Regions from separate parts of the Mus musculus genome. Here region 2 is linked to region 1. A link is a contact called in public HiChIP or PLAC-seq data. All regions are on one chromosome and are shown on one strand. The core of a region is the stretch at or near the end of the contact, and the rest is flanking DNA. Distances in the headings are between cores, read along the strand shown. Region 1 overlaps Sec63 (SEC63-like (S. cerevisiae)). Region 2 overlaps Scml4 (Scm polycomb group protein like 4).

The links. HiChIP or PLAC-seq counts read pairs in DNA pulled down with a chosen protein or histone mark.
Region 2: a contact with region 1 is called in an H3K4me3 HiChIP or PLAC-seq map of the 230-238 cell line, with 19 read pairs. The contact joins two enhancer-like sites. A contact is called at or near these places in 9 of 484 Hi-C or Micro-C datasets (8-cell embryo, CD4 T cells, CD8 T cells and 5 more), 4 of 115 datasets of contacts at active chromatin or transcription factors (the 230-238 cell line, CD8 T cells, effector CD8 T cells and 1 more) and 3 of 9 other capture datasets (adipose tissue, liver and pancreatic islet).

The regions. Positions count from the first base shown.
Region 1 is chr10:42,823,541-42,829,363 of GRCm38.p6, forward strand. Sec63 (SEC63-like (S. cerevisiae)) reads left to right here. Exons shown (of 21, transcript NM_153055.3): 19 at 341-439; 20 at 4,337-4,441; 21 at 5,351-5,823. The coding sequence ends at 5,494. Among named protein-coding and RNA genes, the nearest start is that of Scml4, 34 kb to the right of the region's middle. Within about 2 kb of position 2,576, at least 22 of the 459 cell types and tissues checked have an H3K27ac peak or open chromatin away from gene starts, as enhancers often do. A contact at or near this core is called in the 230-238 cell line, where this site is marked.
Region 2 is chr10:42,895,671-42,901,493 of GRCm38.p6, forward strand. All of the region lies in intron 1 of Scml4 (Scm polycomb group protein like 4), which reads left to right. Among named protein-coding and RNA genes, the nearest start is that of Gm34006, 30 kb to the left of the region's middle. Within about 2 kb of position 2,166, at least 90 of the 459 cell types and tissues checked have an H3K27ac peak or open chromatin away from gene starts, as enhancers often do. A contact at or near this core is called in the 230-238 cell line, where this site is marked.

The DNA.
Region 1 (5,823 bases), core at 1,326-3,825:
TTTCTGGAGTGTCTGAAGACAGCTGCAGTGTACTTACATATAATAAATAAATAAATAAATAAATAAATCTTTTTTAAAAAAACTGTGGATTTTTAAGATTGAGATCTATTAGTAGCCTTTATGGGGTTGTTGAAACTCCAAAAATTATTTGGGGAGTAATGAATGAATGAATGAATGAATGTATCTTGCAGTCGTTGTTGATACAGTGCCTGGATCAGTATTAAGATTGTAACAAGGATAGCATTTTCAAAATCAAGACAAATTTAAACTGTTTCTCCAGTTCTTTCTGATAACTCATACTCTTTTTTTTTTTTTTTCTTTCTTTCTTTCCCCTTTGCAGGAAAAACAAGAGTGGTGGTGGCTTTATATTGCAGATAGGAAAGAACAAACATTAATATCCATGCCATATCATGTGTGCACACTGAAGGATACAGAAGAGGTAATTAGCCAACAATATTTGTTTTAATATCTTACCTTTATGATGTTTCATTAAAATTTTAATAATGTGGCTTACTGTATTTTGCTCATTGCATTTTCTTTGTTTTTGTTGGGGCCAGCCCGTAACATTAGTTCTGGGGTACATGATGGTCTCTCCAGATACCTGCACTTATGTGTATGTACACACACACATCTAATTTAGAATGAAAATAGTTTTGTTTTGTTTTGTTTTAAGGAAGGGAGGATTAATCTCAGAAGGGTCATCCATGTTTGACAAATAGTCCTTTACTTTTACTTTCATGACAAGGTTAAGACACAGAAGTAAACTTGTTCTTATAGCAGTCGGGAAGCAGAGAGAATAGGGAAAGGATAGGAGACAAGATAGACCCTTCATAGGCACACCCCTTCTGTGGCCCACTTCCTCTAGCCAGGGTCTGCCTCCTATTGCCCATCACCTTTCAATATGTCATCAAATTATGTTGCCATCAAAGGGTTAATCATAGATTGTATTGTAGCTCTCAAGTTTGTGATGAAGGGTCATTTACTCAATAAGTTGTTTACTCATGGAAGCTGTATTCTGTTCTACTGTATCTTGGGGTATATGGATGTGTGTGTGGATGTGTGTATGAGTGGTTTGCAGGCTGTGGTCCAGCTAGTACAACAATGGCTGTCTCTCAACAGTCCACAAAACTGGATGTCTCAGATGGTCTTCAGTGTATGTTGGAATCCCAAAGCAGTAGGATATATGAACTTGCCAATAAGAGTGAGGGCAAGCAGATAAAGAGCAAAAGCTGCTGTCTTCCATGTCTTTTATATAAGCTACCACTAGAAGGTGTGGCCCAGGTTTAGGGTGGGTCTTCTGACCTTAAATGATCCAGATTTAAAGTTGATCTTTCTTAATTACTGTTCTTTTTCTGTGAAGAGACATCATAACCAAGGCAGCTTTTACATAGGAAGGAATTCAGTGGGGGGGTCTTACTTACAGTTTCAGGAGCTTAGACCATTAGCATAATGGCAGGGAGCATGACAGCAGACAGGTATGGTGCTGGAGAAGTATTTGAAAGCTGTATCTTGATTTGTTGGCAGAGAAAGGGAGACTAGGCCTAGCATGAGCTTTTGAAATTTCAAAGCCCACCCCCAGTAACACAGTTCCTCCCCCAAAGCCACACCTCCTTATCCTTCTCAAATAGAGCCACTCCCTGATGCCTAAACATTCAATAAATATATGAGCATATGAGGCCATTCTTATTCAAACCACCACACTTCACTCTCTACCCCCATATATAGCCATATCATAATATAAAAATGGGTTCAGCACAACTTCAAAATTCCCCATAATCTGACACAGTCTCAACATTGTTTTAAAGTTCAAATTCTCTTCTGAAATTCATGGCAGTTTCCTTAACTGTATCCCCCTATAAGGTCAAAATCAAAAAGCAGATCATATACTTCCAACATACAATGGCACAGGATAAACATTGTCATTTCAAAAGGAAGGAAGAGAACATAGTGAAGAAATAATGGGCCAGGGCAAGTCTTAAAACCAGAAGGGCAAACTTTAAATTCTGTATCTCCATGCCAAAACACTCTTTAGATCTTCAATTCCTTTCAACTTTGTTGACTGCAACACACTTCTCTCAGTCTGTTTCCACTCCCAGTCTGCAATTCTCCTTGTCAGGCAAGTGCTCGGCTCGCCTACACAGTTCATGTCATCTATTTTGTTGTTACTGGGGCTCCCTCACCAACAGGATTTCTCTATGTGGTCCTGGGTGCTCTGGATCTAGCTCTGTAGATCAGGCTGGCCTCGAACTCACAGAGATCCACCTGCCCCTGCTTCCTGGGAGCTGGGATTAAAGGCGTGTGCCACTACTGCCCAGCACTCCATTTTTAATGTATTTTCCTTGTGGTATTTATGTAGATAATATACAGATTATTTGCCCTCCCCAAATTTTTACACAAAAGTTGGCAAATACTGTGCTTCACAACCGACCTTTTTTCTTCTAACAATAAAACTTGGGCCTGGATCTCCTGAGTTACAGTCTCTTGCCACAAGTGTAATGCAGTTGTTAAGAGTGAGCACTGATGTGATGCAGCGTCACAGTTCAGTTCATGGCCCTGCATATCTGCCACAGGCTCTGCTTCCTCTTCAAGTTCACAAGCAAAAGGAAGGTCACTTGGTTTTTGTTCTCAGTCCTTTTTTCTCTGGGTACATACACGCCAGCCAAGCGTGGCGATCACTGGAGTCAGAACTTGCAGCTCCTTTTTTGTTTCTTCATACAATCCTTTGCAAGACTCCGCCAGGCTGTTTTGTTAGAGTATCAGTGTAACTTGTCTCACTGCTTACTCACTACATTTCTTACTGGTCACATATTTCATGTGTCACACGTTGTGTGTGTTTGTCCCCATTTGTAGTGATAAGGTTTCCTTACTTCCAGAGTGTTTGGTGAACCTCATCTGTGGTATGTTATTTGGGCATCGTACTGTTCTCTGGATATTTTTACCAAATGTTTAGCATGCAGTGATGGTTTGGCTGTAAATCACTTTTTATTCTATAGTCTGAATTTGTTTTAACAGTGAAAGTAGACACTCAGTGAGGTCGGGCATATTTTTGTGTGTACGTTTGTTCCCTTGTTTTTATTTATCTCTTAACTTGGATGTCTTTCTTTTATTGTGAGGAAGTGAGTCTTTAAACATGAACATGAGTATTCCCCCTATTTGTTTCGGGCCCCAATTTTCCAAGGTCTGGGGTTACAGATTCTCACCACAATGACCTATATTAATTTATAATATTGGCTACAAAAATCTGGAATTTGGAGACTGGAGGCAGATAACTAGAGTATAGAAATGTTATTTTAAATATGCATTTTTACTCTCATATGGAATTGAAATCTCTAAAGCTATGTTACTGTTTGTATTTGTTTATGACTTGATTGGAAATTTAATATCCTTTTGGGCTTGTTTTTATATAGTTTTATGTAATTTATACTTTATTTTTCTGCTATGGATAGATGTTAGGGTAGTAAAGGGCCTTATTAAAACTAACAAATCATTTATTGAAATATAATGGAGTAAAAATATGTAATTCTTTTTAAATTTGTTTTCATAATTTTGAGTTTCATATATGAATATAGTGATTTTTAGTTGTTTTGTATCTATTCTTCCCTCTGATTTCTTCTTCCCTTGCCCTTTGAAGCCCTTTTTCCCAACAAGTAAGTGTGTGTGTGTGTGTGTGTGTGTGTGTGTGTGTGTATTTGTATGTTTCCTACTGAGTTTCATTTGGATGCTCGCATGAACGTGGGTGAAAAGCTGTTTACTGGAAAGTGGGCACCTTCGTCCCCAGCAACTGTTAACTGCCAGCAGCAGTCCCTTGGGAGTCTTGGGTCTTGCTGGCTTATGTGGTATAACCACCGCTGCAGTGAGTTGGGAGTTCAGCGGCCCTGTCATGTCCTCAAGACTCTTTTCTGCAGCAGATCCCTGCTCCAGCTCTTACATTCTTTCTGCACCTTCCTCCCTGAGTCTTGAAGTGTTCTTTTTGGATTTTTAAGGCATAAATAATTTATTATGGAAATAGAATTTGGCAAAAATTACTTTTTATCTAGCCAAGTCTATTTAACCTTTCATTTATTCATACTTTCATTCTTTATTGCATTTCTTTTGAGTGTTAAGGTGGCAGCATAGAATTTAATATGCTTTCTTGAGCTGTGTACATAGAAATGAACCCCAGTAGTTCTGCTTAATTTGATTTCCTTTTTGTTTAGAGTTTATAATAGATGAGATGGAACTCACACGTGCTGTTTGTTATTATGACAGTGTGTGCAAATCATCTGCTCCACCCTCTGAGGCAGGAAGTTTAAAGGCATTCTCTTGGTCTTTAAAGTGTTGATTTTTATCTTCTTAGGTAGAACTGAAGTTTCCCGCACCCGGCAAGCCTGGAAATTATCAGTATACAGTGTTCCTGAGATCAGACTCCTATATGGGCTTGGATCAGATTAAACCACTGAAGGTAGGACAAGTGAGCAGTCACTGAGGGCACATGGAGTGGGCCCTGAGCAAATGCCTGAGGCAGGCTGGAGACAGAGAAAGACCACCTCATACGCCTTCAGTAATAGCTAGATTTTTAGGGAGCCCTGAACTTAGATTGTACGTTGCTTTAGTGGTCGTTTTAATGCACTGTAACATGTGATACATCTCAGGGCTTTAAAAAGGCTGGTGGGGGTCAGATGGAGACAGGACTCATTTTTCCTTAGACTTTACTGGAGTGTTTGTTGATTTCTGAAATGAAGATTTTTTTTGTACTTTTGGGTTTTTTTGTTTTGTTTTGTTTTTGTTTTTTTTTAAATCATCTTAGAACATAAACTTTGTGTATGGTTTGAAACACACTTTACTCATTTCCCTTGAGCTTTTCATACACGTCATCTCTTAGATTAGTGAGATTGTGCTAAATGATTGTGACACTGTTGAGAGTAAAGGAGACAGGAAAGGTGAGTCTGTCTTTCCTCCTGAAAGCTCTGTATTTCTTGTGTTGGCCATAGAATTTTACTTCCTAGAAGTCTTTGGAAGGCATACTTGAATTTTTCTTTCTTCAGCCAAAGACTTCTAATTAGAGACCACTCAGTGTTATTGCTTAGGAATCATGGTTGCTAGTAGTTTGTGCCATAGAAATACTTTCTTAAATGCTTGAACTTCCACAGAGTCAAAATGTTGAACTATATTAGAAATTGAATTACATTACTAAGTATATTTAGCGTTTTTATTTGCAGAATGAAGAATCTTTGTAATGAATGTGCTGAATGTAGAGTTGCAGCTACAAAGTTCACTCTCTGTGATTGCCACAGTCAGAGAAAACCTTCACTAGATAGTGTTTTCATTATTCTTCTCCAAATTTCTGACATACGTATTTAATTGTTTATAGTTGGAAGTTCATGAGGCCAAGCCTGTGCCAGAAAACCACCCACAGTGGGACACAGCGATAGAAGGTGACGAAGACCAGGAAGACAGTGAAGGATTTGAAGACAGCTTTGAGGAAGAGGAGGAGGAAGAGGAAGGTGGAGACTAACCCGAGTGAGTGGACTACAGCGTTTGCACATCCTTGCAAACATTGCTGCTCTGTGAGAGGTCATAAAGCAGCAGCAGTGAGGGCTGATATGGAGGGAAGGGTTGCCGACTTTACTAGAAACGGATGCAAAAAAGAGGCCGCTGGTGCCAGGGTACAATCTGAAAAGGGTTTTTAAAGCCTTTCAGGTATGGGGTGGTGCGTTTATCTCATCTGCAAATGATAATAAATCCTTTGATGTTCCAACTGTCCAGAAGTGTGGGCTGTGCATTACCTGATAGATTATGCTCTCAGTAAAAGTCAAGGCACATGAAAACAATCTATAAATGAGG
Region 2 (5,823 bases), core at 916-3,415, 72 kb after region 1:
TAGGTGGTCAGGAGTGTGGTAGGATGGTTCAAAGGATACACAGACAAAGGCAATAGTGTTTCTGGCCAGCACATCCCCTTTGAAGGCTAAGAGTTTGCCTTTGACCTTGCGTGATCTTGTAATACCTGTCAGGGTGGTTTTGGGGGACAGTAGGTTGTGACCAAGGAGAGAGTGACCCTCCCGACCTGTGCCCCTACTCGGGATGAGGGCAATTGTCCCCTGATCCTGACAGCCCAGAAGCCTTTGTGACCGTTGGTGGTCAGAAGTGAATTCAGCACACTTTGCTCTCCTTCCTGTGAGATGGGGGATTCTGTGGCATGTGTCACTCCGGCCCCCTCACTTTATGTATTCCCTTCTCAGCCCCCACATGCCTGATGTTTGAAGAGTCTGGGTTCCTGGAGAAGTACCAGGGGACAGTGAACCAGTGAGTGCTGGCTTCACATGCCCAGACAAGGCTTATGCCTTGCTGGCCACTCAGCACCCGCCTTTCTTCCCAGCCTCATGGCTTTCTAGACTGCCGAGCCCCTCTCTTCCCATGCAAGGGTTTCAGTAGCTTTACTTCTATGGCGCTGGTGCTATATGGACAGGCAGAGCTGAGTATCACACCACTGTCTGGGTGTATTCTTCTTGGAGAATAAATGAAATATACTCTTGCCCGCTAGCCATCTTTTGGGGGTGCTACAAAGTGATCAGGAAATATACTTCCTTCTACTCTGTTCTTTACAAAAAGAAAAGAACGTTGTGTTGGGGGGTGGGGGAAGAGCAGTAATTCATATCTCATGGGACCTACTTATCATGCCGGGCTCCCTTGGGATCCTAGTGGTATACTGGTAGCACAGACCTGACAAATCCTGATGTATTTGATTGCCAGCTCAGGACAATGCTCACTAGCCTCTTTGTCACTCTACTTACCACCTATCAAAGGCAGCGCCTGTGATTGTTGCATGTTTCTAACTACTGGGGAAGATAAATCCAACTACCAAGCACAGAGAATCAAAGTCAACTTCAAAATAACTGTGCACTTGCTGTTGCCTTTGCTGCTAATGTTGCTGTTGCCTTTGCTGCTAATGTTGCTGTTGTCTACACAATGTTGGCTACGAATGTTGGCTTTCCTGATTGCTGGGGAGGCAGCAGTACTGGTTGAGATCCCACACTGTTCTTGCTGTTTACCCCTGACTGCTATATGCAGCTCATGCTGGCTGGAGGTGGTAGGTCTTCCAGAGCAAACACTGAGTTGCTACATCTCATTCTATAGTTCTAAAGAAGTGCCTGAGATACCTCGGTATTCTTCAAAGACTGTCTTGTGAAGACATCCGAGTTACACATCTGGACTTTAGAGTAAACAGTAGTGTGCCCAAAATTCTGTGAAATGTGGGCATTGTGAAGGTGGTTATTTCAGAGAGATTTGTCCTTATCCTAGCTGGCTCTCCTATTGCTGTGATAAACACCAGGACCAGATGCAACTTAGAGAGGAAAGTGGTTATTTGGTTACACTTCTATATCGTACTCCATCACTGAGAGGAGTCAGGGCAGGAACTCAGGTAGGAACCTAGAGGCAGGAACTGAACCAGAGGCCATGGAGGGAATGTTGCTTACTGGCTTGCTTCTCCTAGCTTGCTAAGCCTGTTCTCTGATACAACCCAGGGCCATCTGCCCAGGGATGGAATCAAGAAAATGGTCCAGAGACATGGCCACAGGCCAATCTGTTGGAAGCAATTCCATCGTAATGAATGAGGTTATGAGGTTCCCTCTTCCCGGGTGTGTCAAGTTGGCAACCAACGTTAGCTAGCACTGTCCTTGAGATAGCCACATACTCTGGAGACTGTTGAATATATCCCAGATTTGGAGAGTTATGACTGGTACTATTTGAATTTTGTCATTTTATCAGGGAAATCTTTACTATTCTTCCTAGGAAAGTATTTGAAAAGAAACTTGCTCTGTTCTCTCTCTCTCTCTCTCTCTCTCTCTCTCTCTCTCTCTCTCTCTCTCTCTCTCCCCTCTCTCACCTTGAAAAGAAAGCTTTCTTTGTAGATCTTGAACGGGAAACAACCCAAAGCAACCAAACCACAAGCACTTTCTCTAAATTAAACATAAAGTATAAACAGAGAACAAAACAGGAAGTGGTGGCTGGCTGAAAACAAGAACTCCCACAGCTGTCCTGGAAAGTGCGGTTCCCTGCCCTGCCCTACAGAACACAGGTTCAGAGATGCAGTGAGCCTAGAGTCCCCTGGCAGACAAGTGTCTTCTACTGGCACTTGCTGCAATTGCTCTTCAGCAACCCCTCACAGTATCTGCATCAGCTCCAGCTACCGCAGGCGTTAAGTCACAGGGGCGTCCTGTGAATCATTGGGTTTTCTTCCACCCTTTCAGCTTTCAGAGATGGAAGAAGTGGCCAGAGGAGTCAGGATCCCTTCTTGTGCCCCACCTGCAATGTTGCCACTCTGACAGGTTCCCTCCAAGGCTGACCGGGTGTGTGTACCAAGCTCTGGGGTTAATCTGAACTCTCTCATCAGTAAGCACTGATGGTGGTGGACTCATGGTATCTATCTAGGCATCGGAGCCTCTCTTCTAAGTCCGAGGGCAATGATGCTTGCCTCAGAACCATGTAGAAACTAACAGAGATGAAGCAGGTAAACTGTGGCAGGCCTACTTTGGAAACTTGTAGTGACATGTCTTGCTGGGGTAGTTTTCTTGTTTGGAAATGGCTTTTTTAAAAAATTGTGCATGAATGTATATGTACATGAGTGTGTGTGCACGCCATGGGTATGTGTGCATGCAATGAGGATGTGTTTGGAGGTCAGAGAACAACTTTGTGAAGTTGGTTCTCTCCTTCCATCTTTTTATAGGTTCTGGGGGTATAGGTAACTCAGGCTGTCGGGATTGTGTTGTGAGTGTTTTTACACATTAAGTCAAACGTAGCTGGCCCAAGACCATGATTATTGAAGACCCCTCAGGTGGAGTCCTGAGCACAGGGTCACTACTAACACTAATAAACGAATGGCCAGTCTGGAGCCAGAGTCCTCAGTGCTGGTCAGTGGAAGAGTCCTGGATGAGGGGCAGCCCAGCAGACCACTCATTCAATTACTTGGTGAACGTTTGTTAGATCTCTGAGATGTTCAAATCTCTGGAGTTGGAGCCAGATGAGCACACCTGTAATACCAGCACCCAGAAGACAGTGGCAGAAAGATCATAGCAAATTCAAAGCCATCCTGGTCTAGATAGCAAATGCTAGGTTAGTCAGGGATACATGGCAAGACCCTGTCTCAAAAGTCCAAATCAATTAAACCCGGACACAGAGCTGCAACCATGGGCTTTCCCACCTGCACCCCAGTTCCTGTAATAACAACTCTGAAACTTAATTCTATGTGAATAAAAGCCTAGGCCATAAGCTCGGGCTTGTAACTCAGTTATCACGTTAAATCTAGTCTGAGGCTGTCGTAAGGCTAGCTACTCTCCTAAGTTTCATGCATCTGTCTCCTCAGAGTTCAGGGCGAATCTCTTCCTGCGCCTGACTCTATCCTAGAATTCCGCTCTCCCTCCCAGAACTCTCACCTCCTGTTTCTTGTCTCAGCTCATCGGCCAATCAGCTTTTTATCAACAGGTGATGCTTCCATACAGCACACAAGAGATGGTCTTTACCCAGGCCTCAACTGTATCAAGAGAGATAGACATGATTGCGCATTTCGTTATGAGAAAGAGCATTTAGTTACAGCCCAGAGAAGGAATTGGAAATAAAAAATTTCAGCTGGACTAGCAACTTGCAGTCAGAGCTATGGGAAAAGAGGTAAACCCCCTACCACCATCACCCCACCCTCCTAAAACACCTCCCTGAAGTGGCTCCTTTTCATCCAGCCAAGGGTAAAATGAAGACTCTTGTGTCAGGAGGACACTTGTTGTGGTAATAATTAATTAGGAGTTCTGCCAGGTAGAAGACACAACACTTTTATATTTATATGTAGCATTAGAGCCGGGCAGATAACCCTCTATGCTATTTTGCCCATTTCCCTGTCAATAACTCCAAGATAGGACTTGCCATGCTCTGCCTGGGCCACTCTTACTCTGACTGGCCAGCCCTGTTGGCTAATTCTTATGATCCCCTAATCCATGGCATCTTCTCTCTTCACTGTCGCCTCTCTCTCCCCTCATGGTCTCTGCTTCAGACCACAAGCCCGGGAACTTAAGCCCCGCCGACTTCTCTTCTACCCACCTACAGGTTAGAGGCATCTTTATTGACCAATCAGGAGTAACTTGGGGCAGGGGACAAGGTTACATATCATCACTTGGCATACATGAGAATCTCCTTTTCCCCGGGGGCAAGCAGATCTCGGGAGGTCAGTCTTTGGCAAGACAATATGTGGCAACAGACCAAACCTCAACAGACATGATTCCTGTTGGAGAGTAGGGGACTGATATCTGTTGTGTAAAGTTGAGCAAAGGTTAATTAATATTCTTTGACAAAACTGTGAGGGAGCCTCAGGGGACAGGCTCAGAGGCCCACTGTGGCTCAGTTCTAACCTTGGGCCCTTTCTGCCTTTGGTTCAGTGGTGAGCAGGTCATGGAAGCCTCTGATTGAGGTAAAAGTAGGGGGATGTGGGAGTCCAGGGATGCAGACTCGGGCTTCCAGCTTTCATATGCTACAGGGTTAGGGGTGTAAGGAGACAAAACTGTGGACATCCAGGAAGGGCAATCAGGAGAGGAGCAGGCTGTGAGCCAGGAGTGCTGCAGGCTGTGACTGTCCTGGACTCTTCAGTCTCATCTTTGAGGTCCAGTAGTCTCAGAGATGTTCTGCTATGTAGTACAAGAGTGTATCTTCTCCCTTCTGAGTGTTCACCCTCTGAAGGCAGGGCACAGGCTCCAGCAAGGTACTCCAGTGACCTCGAATGTCTCCACTAGACCACGTAGATGAGGCTTGGCTGTGGCTAACCCACTGTAAGAAAACTTTGTGATACTCTCCCAACCTCCCTCCTCTCAGCTTAAGGCTGCAGGCTTGTGAGGAATTGCTCCAATATCGTAAGTTTCCCCCGGGACTGTTACTACACACCTGCTGCATGTAGAGGTCTTCTGCCTTGTCCTGTTTTAGGTCATAGCTAAGGCTGCAGAGTAGTTCAGCTGTATCATACATACTAAGTCATTGTGGCCCCTTTGTTTTATTAATCCCAAGAATTGCCTGATAAACCAACTCCACTATTTTGAGCCAAATAAGGAGAGGGAAGTCTCTCTCCATCCCTTGGACCCTGGTTTCCCTCCTTATCCCAGCAAGAGACAGTAGCTACCGTTGTGAGAGCACTTCCAGAGACATTTCATGCATCTGTTAGTCTACACAGTAACCCCTCCCCTCTACCCCATCCACAAGGGACATCCAGGACCCCCAGCAAATGCCTGAACCTTCAGATGGTACTATTTTTACAATGTTTTTTTTTCTTATATACATACCTATGACAAAGCTGAATTTATAGATTCATCATGGTAAGAGAGCAACAAAGCTGGGCAGTGGTGGCGCACACCTTTAATCCCAGCACTCGGGAGGCAGAGGCAGGCGGATTTCTGAGTTTGAGGCCATCCCTGTCTACAGAGTGAGTTCCAGGACAGCCAGGGCTACACAGAGAAACCCTGTCTCAAAAAACAAAACAAAAACAAAACAAAACAAAACAAAAAGAGCAACAAAAATAACTAACAATAAAAGATGACATAGTATATACTGTAAGAAAGGTGACTGTGATCTTTCTCTGAAAGTACCTTAGTCTCTCATTGTCTTATAGTGATATTTTCAGACTATGGGTAACTAATTTCCCTCAAAGCAAAAGCATAGGCAAGCAGGAAGTG